2 separate regions of the Mus musculus genome follow, and region 1 is linked to region 2. The links are chromatin contacts, called in public promoter capture Hi-C maps. All regions are on one chromosome and are shown on one strand. Each heading gives the region's core, a stretch centred on a gene start, on an enhancer-like site or on the middle of the called end of the contact. The rest is flanking DNA. Distances are from core to core; before and after follow the strand shown.

What was found. Promoter capture Hi-C pulls out the DNA fragments that hold promoters and counts their contacts.
Region 1: a promoter capture Hi-C map of liver shows a contact between it and region 2, with 5 times the contacts expected there. The contact joins the promoter of Colec11 here to the enhancer-like site in region 2. A contact is called at or near these places in 6 of 39 promoter capture datasets (the 3T3-L1 cell line, frontonasal cranial neural crest, hippocampal neurons and 3 more) and 1 of 9 other capture datasets (liver).

The regions. Positions count from the first base shown.
Region 1 is chr12:28,619,320-28,626,018 of GRCm38.p6, forward strand. It overlaps Colec11 (collectin sub-family member 11), which reads right to left and starts at 4,011. Exons shown (of 7, transcript NM_027866.2): 1 at 3,915-4,011.
Region 2 is chr12:26,394,275-26,401,343 of GRCm38.p6, forward strand. The region is part of intron 2 of Rnf144a (ring finger protein 144A); the gene reads right to left. Among named protein-coding and RNA genes, the nearest start is that of Mir6538, 17 kb to the right of the region's middle. Within about 2 kb of position 4,482, at least 49 of the 459 cell types and tissues checked have an H3K27ac peak or open chromatin away from gene starts, as enhancers often do. A contact at or near this core is called in liver, where this site is marked.

The DNA of each region.
Region 1 (6,699 bases), core at 2,761-5,260, 2.2 Mb after region 2:
GCTTGTGGGGACACAATGGCAGAGGCGAAGAAGAAAGGCATAGTTGGGGTGTGTTGTGGAGGCAAGGCTGATTGGTTTTCACTGGATTCCATGGGAAACATGAGGTCATGGCCAGCTACGGCTCTGGAGAACAGTGTTGGAGCTACCCAGAAGAGAAAGCATGGGGGAGGGAGGGGTCAAGGCTAGATTTGTCTTTCCAGTCAAAGAAGCCGATGGCGCTCCCATGGCTAACAAGCTACAAAACTTGGGTGGGCGGAGCTCTTAACTCAAAGCTCAAGATGCTCTGCTGCCCACCTTGACTAGCCCACCAGCCATCCAGTCATCAGAGGCAAGGGACGAACATACACAGCCAGTGAGATCATCCTGTTCACCTCTCCACAGAGAACAGAGCAAGGCAGTGAGGGCACAGATCAAGTCCCAGGAGCCTTTGTGACCTGCAGAGCCCCCTATCTGCCTGTGTTGACACCCATTTTAATAACACCAAGGCCCTACTACAGTTGCTCCCAACGATGAGTTCTCCCCAAAGTCTGTGGAGTCAAGAGCTCCACAGACATAAAAGCTGCACCTGGTGATGCATCAACTGTCCCTGCAGTGTGACTGGACACCATCTGAAACTCCTCCTTGGGCTCTGAAAAGAGTCCCCACAAGAGACAATGTAAGAAAAGGCTCAGTGACAGTAGAGAATAACTACCCACCTACGCAGAGGTGGGGCTTACGAACGGGAGGGTGCAGTTAGCATTGAAGGGTAAAGCATAAGCAGAGGTGAAGCTTAAGGATGGGGGAGCAGGATTGAAGGATACAGTACTTATGGTATAAACCAAGAGGGTTGCACTCACTCTCACTGACTTTATGCCTTGGGACCTTGCTGAAAGTCCAGAGGTATATAATGGAAAGCCGCCTCCATCCTTCAAGGACTCAGGGGAGGAAGACCTTGTCTAGTTCAAACCACAAAGACAAAGTCCTGAACCTGCAGAGCACAGGCTCTGCTGATCTCAACACTGCTCTGGTCTTAGGAGGCTGGGGTTTGAGGCTCAGCTCCCACTCTCCAACCTCCCTCACTCTGACTCTGAGCTGTTGGTGATTGACAATGTCGTTCTGACAATGTCGTTCGTTGGTCCTTGGCATGCATACCCATGCTTGGAGGGAGATAGCACGAAGCTCTGGCAGTCAGAGGTTAATTAATGAGATGCTCATTCCTGCAAGAGTCGAATCCTCAAAAGCTATGAGGAGCCAACAGGCAGAAAACCTGACTGCATGAAGAAGGGCTTAAGGGGAAATGGTAGCCTGTGACAGCACCACGCTCCTACTGATCTTCTGCTTTTAGTTAGAAGAAAAACAAATCAAGGCAGACTGCAAAATCAGGATTGGGAGCAGAGGATGGCACACAGGGCTAGGCTTGTGGGGTGGGGTGAAAATACACACGCCTATGAGCGAGAGGGGGAAGAGATGGGGGGGAGAGAGAGAGAGAGAGAGAGAGAGATCTGAGAAAAATCACCATGAACAGGAACCAGCACTCTCCAGAGAGGCCTGGGTACCCACAGCTCAGCTCCAGCAGGGATGCGCATGCTAGAACACTGTCTAGACGCCCTTCTAGCTTCTCATTTTTAAGAGTTACCTACACATGGCTACATGCATAAATGCATGAGAAATATAATGCTAAGCTTACACGGGACTCTGCAGACCCAGGGGTTGTCACACATGGATTATTGCTCTGCTGTCGCTGTCCTGAAATTTCCAGCAATTTAGGAAACAAGGGAGTGCAAAGCCTGTGGGTAAGCACGCTTCCCCCACAGTGCTCTTAACTCAACAGCACTCCCCTGTTACCTAAGCAGCTTCCTTTTCTGTAGAGCTACAAAGGAGATAATAAGCCGGGTATGGTGGCACACAACCATCAGCCAGCACTTGGGAAGCAGAATATGAAGTTCGTGAGTTCAAGGCCAGAGATACATAGTAAGGTCCAACAAGCAAAAATGTCGGGGTGGGGGGTGGGGGTGGAGAATGATGCTAAAGAGATGGCTCAATGGTTAAGAACATGCACTGTTCTTGAAGAGCACCCGAGTTTGTTTCCCAGATGCTTGTAACCCCAGCTCCAGGAGAGCCGTTGCCTCTTACCCCCCACTGACACCTGTACACACATGCACATAGGAACAGACAGACACAGACACACATACATAGTTTTTAAACAACTCAAAAGGCTGGGCATGGTGGCCCCTGCCAAACACATGAGAGGCAGAGAGGATTCCTGTGAGTTTGAGGCCAGCCAACACTATGAAAGGAGACCCCATGAAAACAAACAATCAATCAATCAAAGCGATGCTAACCCTTGCTGCACCCTCTGTCGGTTAGATTAAAAACTGCTCAGATGTTTGTTTTTCTCCATGCTCTCGGGATGGCACAGGAATGTATTCCATAGAAACAAACGCTCCTCCAGAGACAGCAGGCATCCAGCAAGACAGTCATCACTTTCTATCCCATGAAAGTCCTAAGTGTGGCTTTACAAAAGATCAGGCCACAGCAGACAAGCTGTGACAAGGAAGAACAGAGATGAAGAATACCCCGAGCTGGCTCCTCCTCCTCTCTCACTGACTCTCCTGCCTGTGTGTCCTTACCCTCAGTTCTATCTAAGCTAGTGGGTGTGATGGGGCCCTGTCCTCCAACTTTCTCAGATTCTGCCCCAGACCTGGCCCAGAACAGGGCAGGTGGTCACATAGAGGTTGGGTGGGGGGAGGTACCATGTCCACCAGGAAGTACTGGCTTGTGTTCTGGTCCGTTGCCTCTCAGGAAAGGAATTTGGTTTTATAAACGGAGACTATGCAGCAAGCCCAAAATCTTTTTAAAAACAACATCCTTATCTCTTAGCCAGGGCCCAAAGACTGGGGCCCCACTTCCATCAAAGAGACAGCTTTCTGGGGAGAGATTAAATGTGGAATTCACAAAAGAAACAAGAATGAACTGGCAGCAGGCCAGGGGGAAACACAGTAGCCAAACACATCATGACGTGTCCATTAAACACCTACAGTGAAGCCCTGGATCTTGCAGACTCTGAACTATCTGCTGCGAACGGTACTGTCATTTGGAAGCCTCCTCTGTCCTAAAGTGACACTCCCACCCCCCGCCATGAGGCTACAGGGAGGATCTTACCAACACCATGGTAAGGAGACATCTGCCTGTTCTCCTTCGTCTTTGGCACAGATGTCTCAAGATTGGAGAGAAAACCAAATGTGAAGGTTTGGAGCTCTGCTCTCCCAGGCAAGAGTGCTTGTCAAATCAAGTTCCATTCTGCCAAGCAATGGCTTACAAATTTGACCATTTTAATATGGAGCTGCTAGCTGGGGCCACTCAGACACAGCAGCTAGTCCCAAAGCCTGGTGTCAGGGCACAACAAGCAACTGCCCTTTGGAGTTACTCCCCTTTCCAGTGTTGGGAGGCTCTGTCCACTGTTAGATGGCTCCCCTGAGGGAAGTGTACCTCCCTCCTGGTCCCCTCCCCACACTACCTAAAACCACAGCTGAGTATGTCTTGGTGTTGTAGGTCCCTGAACAGGGCTTTCTTAGCTGTCAACCCATAAATGCTGCCCACTGCCAGCCTGGAGTATGTCACTCTCTCAGGTTGGAGTTAGAAATGATCTATGCAAACTCCAGCTCTTAAATAACCTGAGTAACTGTATTTCCATCATTCTGATTGACCAGAATCTGCCTCTGCTGGCTTCTCGAAGATTCCACCTTTAACTCTGAGCTAAATAAATTTTAGAACTCTAGCGTCTAACTTACTGATCAACTCCAGGATACTGAATCCCACTTTGCCAAATTCCACAGCCTGGGTCTACCCTCCAGCCCTGTTTGGAAATTTGCCCTCCTGCCTGTGCTCGACACCTGTCCAGTCCTGGCCTAGTGTCCTGGGGCAGCATCTCTTACCTGGATGCACACTAGGCGAAGGAGCTGTCCTGACAGTCACCGGCTGGCAGAGACACTGCTCCAAGGAGCCTCATGGCTGTTATTTACAGAGACCAGCTGCAGTCCAGCTCAGAGAGAAACCCTGCCTGGGATGTCAGACAGCCCAGCGAATCTGCTGGAGGCTGCAGCCTTATCTGCAAGAGCTTCCTGCCTGAAACCATCAGCTGTCCTGCAGGGCCCTGTGGAGTGTGGGAACTCGGCCCCTGCTGCCAAAGGGGTGTCTGGGGAGCCCAGCCAACCCCACCCCAAACATTCTCTCTCAATTTTGGTTTTCTTTCCTGTTTTGCTTTCTTTTCTTTTTCTTCGAATAAGTGCATGTGCCAAACATGGGGGTGCATGCCAGTAATCCCTGCATTCTGAAGACTAAAGCAGGAGGATTGCTGTGAGTTAAAGGCCAGCCTAGACTATGTAGCAAGTTCAAGGCCAGCCAGGTAGGAGTGCATACTGAGACTGTGTATGAATCTCTGCATACACATGCACCTGCTTACACACACACACACACACACACACACACACACTACAAGTCATTCCCACACAGCAAGCTGGAGAGATCAACAAGAGTTCTGTGCTATAGCAAAACAGACTCCAAAAGCTACCCACTGTGGAGTTCCATCTATAAAATACTCCTGAGAGAGCTGGGCAGTGGTGGCGCACGCCTGTAATCCCAGCACTTGGGAGGCAGAGGCAGGCAGATTTCTGAGTTCGAGGCCAGCCTGGTCTACAAAGTGAGTTCCAAGACAGCCAGGGCTACAAAGAGAAACCCTGTCTTGAAAAACAAACAAACAAACAAACAAACAAACCAAAAACAAACAAACAAACAAACTACTCCTGAGAGCCTGTTAGGAGGTTGATCGGGGGAGCACAAGCACGCTAACACCCTCAAAGAAACAACAGTCGTCCTCCATCAGGGAAGCTGTACTGCTGGCGTGTAGCTTCAGGACAACTCTGTAGATCCATGAGGGAAGAAGCCAGATCAGTCAAACCAACTTCACGATCAATGGAGTGTGTGATGTTGCAGCCATATTGCCCTTACAACCTGTTCATATAAGACTCTTAAAGTGATAAAACTATAAAAATCAAGGACAGATCAGTGATTGGCTAGGACACTGTGTGCCTCAAGGGTGACATGGCTTGGCCTGCTTATGTTGGAATCTGGGTTGCAGTGCTGTGCCAGACTTTCCACTGGGGAAACTGGGCTCAAGGGAACCCTCTGGAATGTTTTCTACAACTGCATGTCAATCTATAATCTCCTCTAAATAAAGCTTAGCTTTTATGTTTTGTTTCTCAAACAGAGCCTCATGTAGCTCTCCTCAAAATCAATAGAAATGGCTTTAGCTCATTCACATTTCCGAAGTTCACAGAAGTACACAAAGCTAACCAAGAGTTCCAAGAATCCTTCCTAAGACCTACCCAAACATTGAGCGATGGTAGCGTATGCTTTTAATCCCAGCAGTCAGGAGGCAGGGGTAGGCGGACCTCTAAGTTCCATGCCACCCTGGTCAACAGAGTAAGTTCCTGAACAGCCAAACCAAGGGTACACAGAGAAATCCTGTCCAAAAACCAAGACCAAAAATGCCCCCCCCAAAAAACCCAAAACCTACCCAAACAAACTGTCAGATACCCCCTTTTGCCTCAAGGTGGTAGAGGGCCTAGAAAGCCTAGAGATTTTTTCCTTCCAAGTCATATTTTTTGTTTGTCTGTTTTCCAAGACAGGGTTTCTCTTGTATGACCCTGTCTCGAAAATTGCTTTGTAGACCAAGCTGGCTTCAAATTCAGAGATCTGCTTGCTTCTGCCTCCCAAGCACGGAGATTACATGTGCCACCATACTCTGCTATAGTCTTTTTTTTTTTAAGCAATATATTCCATAACGCAGGCTGGCCTTAAATTAGAGGCAATCCTCTTGCTGCAGCCTCTTAATATTGGAATGACATGAGCTACCACTTCTGAATCTTCAGTCCCACCCTGGTACTGGTATTAGACTCAGCCTTGTACATACCAGGCAAACATTGTCGACTAACCTATGTCTCCAGCCCACCCTTAGGGTTTTTGGATTTTCTTTTTAAGTGCCAACAGTTTAAAAAATACTCCCCACTGCAAAAATAGTGCAATTTAACTTGCCTGTGTTGAGTAGATTGTAAGTTAGGACCCTTGTATTATTAAGCGTACTCTGGTGTCACCAGGAAGCACTGTCTACTCCTCCGCTGGAGGCAGACCACTGCTTTCCTCTGCCCTGACCCCACAGACCATCCATTCCTGACCAGAACAACACTGGCCCAAATCCAGCGACTGTTTACATCTCTCTGAGATAACCATGGAGTTTGGATAGAAGAGTCACATGAAACCCACTCTGCTCTGGATGGGAAACTTACTGGGGTCACATTGGACGTGCTGCTCTATCTGTGGGACACTGTCCCTGAGGACATTAACCATGGCCACCTCCCCAAAGGCCCTCATCACTGAGTTCCCGGAGAGTGCACGACACTTCCATCCCTTATCCTAAGCCTAGTCACTCGGGGATACAGAGGAGCAGAAAGACCAGGGTGCGGGATTGAAAATCTCAGTTCTTGCCAACTAGTTAAAAGGTCTTAACCATTTAAGATATCTATCCAGTGTTGACATTCTGGATTACACCATTTATATGCCAGTGGCATGGGAAAGGGGACATCATCAGATGCCCAGAGGGCCTGCCCAGATGTTCTCACAAGTAGCCTGCACTAGAGGTGCCTACAGGTGCCAGAAAAGGCA
Region 2 (7,069 bases), core at 3,232-5,731:
TGGGAGCCATTGCAGGAATAAACACTAGAAGATAGAACTGAGGATAGCAAGCTGAATCAATAACATGACGCCATCCTCATGAGAGACAAAGCGATGGCCCTTCATCTGCTGGGATGGAACGCTGTCTAAGACACACCTGGGAATAAAGACAACGTGCCAAACATTTGTATAATAGCATTCCACTCGTGAGCAGGACTGAAGACACAGTTCTTCTAGAGGACACCAGAGAAAAATGAAGACATTTTCCCTTTGCTCCTCTTGAGAATTCTGTACAGCCTTAGATTTTCAGAGGTTAACAATCCCTGGCACGGTAAACTTCAGCCACTACTTACTTTTTTTCTCTGAAAAGGGTCACATACGCCATGTATAACATACCACAAACTATGATTTAAAACCCCACAGGAAGGGCCTAATTCCCTGTACTCTTGGCTCCACAAACAGGGCTTTCTTTCTCTCCTTTTTACTGCCCCCCCCCCACACACACACATGGTATATTGACATTAAGCCTCTGCTCACCTGTTTCTGGCTATCACTACAAAGCAAGTGTAAGAAGAAAGACCCATGTCTCGTTGCACAGGCACACAACAAAAGGGACCCAAAGGGACCTGGCTGCTTCTCCCCAGATCTTCCCATTCCCCAAACAGTCCCAGGACTGTCTTCTCCTCCGTGCCATTGGTCCTGAAAGTCTGGATTCCAAAGCCCAGAGCAGTGGCAGGCAGGGAGGTTCTCACAGTGGCTGAGAGCAGAGGTTTCCACACGTGTGAGCTGCTGGAGTTGAGTATGAATGGGGGTCTTGTCTGGCTTCAATAAAGCACCTCTCTGTTTGTATGCATGCTATACTGAGAGTCTTGTCCATGGAGAAGCCACCCAGCGCTCCTCAGCAATCCCTTTCCTGTTGTCTTGAAGGGACCTATTTAACATTTTCCTTCTCTGCGGTAAATTAGGCAACTGAAGCATTTCTCAAGGCAGGCACGAAGCACACGCATTGGCTCATTGGATATCAATTAATTTTTTTTTAATTCTCTTGCTGAGATGAAAGGCCTCTCTCTGGTTAGCCTGCCATCCTTGCCAATTGAAAGAAATCACTCATAAAAACGAAACTGAGTCTCAAGCTTCAAGCCGCTTACAAAGAACCAATTGATTTACCCAACTGGATGCAGACGCAGGCCCAAAATAAGAATCTTGTTGCTGTCGGGACGTTACATTAGAAAAACTAATTTACTTAGAGTCGTACGACAATAAAACACATTGTGACTTTAAAAAACACAGAGAACAGTTCCCTTGGCGACACATCTTAAAAGGGAATGAGGTGGGTTTGTATGTGCTGAGCAAGGAAAAATTTCTCCAAAGAGCAAGATGTATTATGATTTTATTCAAAACATATGTGTGCTGGGAGAGATGGGGACTCTAACAAGGAGAAGATTCCAATGAAGGAGTTGATGGTTCTGTATCCAAAGACTGAAGGCCTGGGCAGGAAGGAGAAGCACCCGATACCGCGAGATCCTGTACTGTCTGGCTTGTGCATTTATAATGTATTCTATTCGTGGTACACACATAATGTAAGACTGGGTGTTTTAAAGTTTTCGCGTTAATGTGGCAAGTTATTTCACAGGACCATATCATTATGCCACCATCAAAACCAGATCTCAGGGCCAGTGAGAGGGCACAGCTGGTAAAAGCTATCTGCCCAGAAGCCTGATGAACTGGGTTTGATTCCAATCTCACACACATACACGCACATCCGATAAATGGATACATAAATAAATGTCCTTTAGTTTAAAATATACTCCCTCAGATCTCTCACATAGGCCATCAGTCGTTTCTGGCATGCACCAATGGTCTTGCATCTTTGGAACGTTCCTACGATCATAATCTGACCTTTTAAGTTCTTGTTTAAAAACTACAATTGAACTGATAGAGTTGGTGGGCCAGTCCCATAAAGGCCATGAATCACATTTCTCCCAGGCTCTCTGCTTGTCTAATGGCTCTAAATCAGTTATATAGCCAATCCCACAGATGACCGAAGATGAAACTATCCACATAACGAGTACAGAGATAATTACTGCCCACTTAACAGAGCAAAGAGTAATGAGTGAATAAAACCTTTTAAACATCTCACCGATGTAAAGGTGCAAGAGCTATTCTGATGCAACAATGTTAGGCTCAAAACCAGAAGAACGGGGGCATCTCTAGGGTCTCTTACAGTCTAAAAGGTCAATTCTCAAAACCCTGTCTTTAAAATAGCCCAACCTCACAAGGTATCTCTCTGAGCCTTGTGTGACTTAAGTTCTTGCCACCTTCACAGACAGGGACTGCAGGACACTGTGACTCGGCACTGCTGGGGACAGGAATGGCACATTAGGGTAGAGACCTAAGATGCCAGCTTCATTTAGTTTGATAAGGTATGATCAATTGGCTAATCAAAACCTGCTAATACCATAAATATACAAACAGGAAAATCAAAAAGGAAAAGAAATCAATGAATTGAAAATAGCTATCCATTGGTATTAGAGCTCCTAGGCAATCATATCAAAAAATCATGTTAAACATGATTTGCCTAAAAAGATCAGTTAAAAGACCTCATCCAAGAGCGGTTGTGCAGCGAGTGGCGGTTAATCAGAAATCACAACTTCTCAAAGTGAGCAAGTGTCTGTGTGGTTCTTGGTCACAGATCTTTATCCCAACTCACAGGCTCAGAGCAATGAACAGAGATTTAAAAGTCTGTGAGACTGCAGCTGGGAGCGGAACAGAGTCTTCTGGACATCATAGGACCACTGCACTCAGAAACTCACAGCAGGGCAGTGGTGGCTCCAACAGAAGATCAAGCCAGGTGACATTCCAGTAGGGAGGATAGAGGGGACTGTGAGCCCCTACACCTAGCTGAGAAAATGACAACGATGGCTTCCAAGGGATGGGAGTTCATCTTCTTTAAGGGTGTGACCTCTAATAGGTCCATCATGCCCCTGCAGATGACTCTGCACACAGGAGTATATGAGCAGCAAAAATTATTCTGTGCATTATTAAATTAAATTTTAAAAAAAAGAGGGCACAAAGTTAGGAGGGGATGGAAGGTGTGGGTGAACTCAGGAGAAATTAAGAAGAGATGTAGGGAATGAATATATTCAAAATACATTGTATATATTTATGAAATCTTCAAATTAAAAGTATTCTATTGAATGGGTACAAGAATGAGCTCAAGAGCAAACTACAGCTGCCCATTGCGTTGTTTATGAGAAACTCGCTGAAAAGCTTCGGAAGCAGATTAAAAGTTAAGGGATGGAGACACGTGCTCCATGCCAAAGCTAATCCAAAGAAAACTGAACGGCAAGAGTTCAATGCAAAGGGGAACTGTTGTGATGCAAACTATAAAAGGGCAAATTCCACCACACAACATAAAAACATGTACATACTCAACAACGGTGTGCCAAAACTCATACGGCAAAGTTGATACCAGTACAGAGGAGAAGCAGCCATTAAGTCGATTTAACACCACCTATGGGTGTTAAATGGACAAATCCAGCAGGCAGAAAAATAGAGCAGGCCAAGATGATCTGAAGACCACTAACAATCACCTTGATCGTTTTGATCCACAGCCTCCCATCTGAACTCTGGCTCCCATGTGACATCCTAAGCCTAGAGCTACACGTGAATGTACAAGCAAACAAATAAAAGAACCAAGAGACCATCCCAAGCGTGCTCCTTCTTCACAACCCAGACCAGTGACCAAAGATACCCAGGAAACCCTGGAGATGTCCAGTCTACCCTAGACACTGTGAGAAAGAATCTGTGCATGAACAAAATGGGGAAGAAAAAGAGAGAGAGAGAGAGAGAGAGAGAGAGAGAGAGAGAGAGAGAGAGAGAGAGAGAGAGGATGCTTACAAAAATGCATGTGCATAAGCATGTATGCACATGCATGTGCATGCACACATACACACACACACACACACACACACACACACACACACACATCATTCCTGGGCTACAGATATCACTGCAATCTTAACAAAAAGAATATGTTTAAAAAATAAGGAGAGCATGGGGTATTATTCATGTATGTGTTTCTACCTTTAGCTGAAAACTAAAGAAAGTAATGAGCAGTTTCTAATTTCTACTATTTGTTGACTCATTTTATGCAGTGCCAGCCATGGGTCCCAGGAATTAGGGACAATTGTCAAGCGCTCTACCACTAAGCTACAACTCCAGACCCCAGCTCTCTCCATTGCTATGGATAAGGTCTCACCCTTTCCCACCAGGAGGTATTCTTGGATTCACTTTAACGTCTGCCTTTACATTTTTAGAGGCATGATGTCTTCAGTCCTCTAAGGAGCCCCATGACTAAAATAACGGTGGTAGCATTCTCCCTATATAGATGAACAAATTGGGAACAATTGCAGAAGCCAAAGGCCTCCACTTAAGTCCCACTGGGGCTGAGAGCTTGGGCAAGACCCTCTTCTCTGACCTCATCTTGCCACATCTTGCACAATCCTGACCACAGCAGCCACACGGGGAGGTGCCCTGCATGCTGACTCTGCAGGTCACTGCCTCCCTTCTCAGGTTCACCATCACAAACAGATCTGCAGGGGCCTGACCTCACAGGAGCCAACCAGCAGCCCTCCTGAAACAGTGCTGATGTTTGCACTATTGTTTAGTTTAATAACAGGAGGGTTCCTTCCTGGTCTGTTACTCATTTCTCTCTAAACCACCACTGCAAAATGCCTATCTTAGACCTCTGGCTCACCTCTGGCTCATCCGCTGAAATGCTTGTCATGTCTGAAATAATGCATTATATCGTGTTGGGATGAACCTTAATTTACATTTAAAAGTTTTTTGGTGGGGAGCTGGCAGGGTGGATCAGTGGGTAAAGTCAACTGCACCAAGCCTGAAGACCTAGGTTCAATCCCATGAAATCACATGGCAAAAGGACTGACTCTTGCAAGTTGTCCTCTGACCTACAAACACATGGACACAGAGATACACACACACACACACACACACACACACACACACACACACACACACACACACAGTCACATATCCCTTCATACACAAAGGCATACATATATGCATACAAAATAAGGTATAATTTACAATTTGGTCAACATCTCAAACTACAATAATACGTTTCACTGTGGAATGGAATATAGTTATCACCTGGGATCAAGCCAGTGATGATGGCCCCAGCTTCTGCCTCCTCCCACAGACACCAAAATCTGCAGATGCACCAGACCTTATGTAAAATGGCAGTCTCTGCATAGCTGAGGCATGAGAGAAAGGCAGAAAGGATAATGCGGGAAAGAGTGAGAAAAACCCCCAGCTGGCCAGATGGCCGGTCCTGCCGACCGCATCAGAAAGCATCAGCAATCCCATGCTGCCCACAGAGACAACTTATGCTTTCCATAGGATGCCTATGAGGCAAATGTGAACCAAGTGTGCTTACTGAGGGACCAAGCAACATTAACCTTGAGTTTCTGGTGCCTGCTCTTTGTCGTAAATCTAAACAGTGTCTGTAAATCTATCTCACGCCTCCATTTCCAAAGGTCCATCCTTGAACTTCTCTTCCTCCTGTAAGTGGTCCTCTGGAGCAAAGAGGAACAGGAGGCCCTTACAACCTTCGGAAATGCAACTTGAGAGTGATCCTGGTGTGCTTTTCTGTTTTGTCATAGACTCTGTGATCGATTCGTCGAGGAAAGGGCTTATTTGGTTCATACTTCCAGTTCATTGTAGCTGAGGGCAGTCACGGCAGAAACTCAGGGCAGAGCCCATGGAGGAGCGCCACTTACTGACTAGCTCCCAATGGTTTGCTCAGCCTCTTTTCTGTTTGTTTGTTTGGTTGGTTGGTTTGGTTTATTGTTGTTTTTTATTAATTAAGTCACTTATTCACTTTACATCTCAGTAACAGTTCCCCTCCTCTCCATCACCTCCTCCCAACCCCCTCACATAGCCCCTCCCTCCAACCGTCCTCCCCTTCTCTGTGAAGGGGGAGGCCCTCCTGGGTATCAACCCTTTCTGAAACATCAAATCACCGCAGGACTAGGTGCATCCTCTCCCATTGAGGCAGGACAAGGTGATAACTCATTTCTCTCTAAACCACCACTGCAAAATGCCTATCTTAGACCTCTGGCTCACCTCTGGCTCATCCGCTGAAATGCTTGTCATGTCTGAAATAATGCATTATATGTGTTGGGATGAACCTTAATTTACATTTAAAAGTTTTTTGGTGGGGAGCTGGCAGGGTGGATCAGTGGGTAAAGTCAACTGCACCAAGCCTGAAGACCTAGGCTCAATCCCTTGAAATCACATGGCAAAAGGACTGACTAGTGCAAGTTGTCCTCTGACCTACAAACACATGGACACAGAGATACACACACACACACACACACACACACACACACACACACACACACACACACAGAGAGATACACCAGTGAGGTGAATGGGATCCAGAGGCAGGCAACAGAGTTAGGGACAGCCCTGTTCCAGTTGTTGGGGGATCCGCAAGAAGACCAAGCTGCACATCTGCTACATATATGCAGAGGGTCTAGGTCCAGCCTATACTTGCTCTTTGGTTGGTGGGTCAGTTGCTGGGATTGGCCTACTTTCTCATACAAGCCCAGATCACCTGCCCAGGGGAAGATGCACCCTCCCACATTAATCATTAATCAAGAAAATGCCTCAGACTTGCCAACAGGCCAACCTAATGGAGGCAATTACATCACTCCATGTTCCCTCTTCCCAGGTGATGCTAACTTGTGTCAAGCTCACAAAAAATACCAGCCAGTGCCAAAGCCAACAAAACCCTGTACACCCCCATCATAGAGAAAGCTGCTTCCAACTTGCCCTAGGGAGGCTCCCCTTCATCCTCCTGGTGTGCTTTTGCTCATCAGTCAGTCATCTGTCTAAACACCCCGAGCATGAGATATACGCGTAAACTGTCTGTTGGTAAATCCCCAGCCTTGCTTCATCAGGGTTCATCATGTGTGCTGGATTAAATATGCTTGACCCATAGAAAGTGACACTATGCAGAGGTGGGTCTTGTCTGAGTCAGTGAGTCACTGTGGGGATGGGCTTT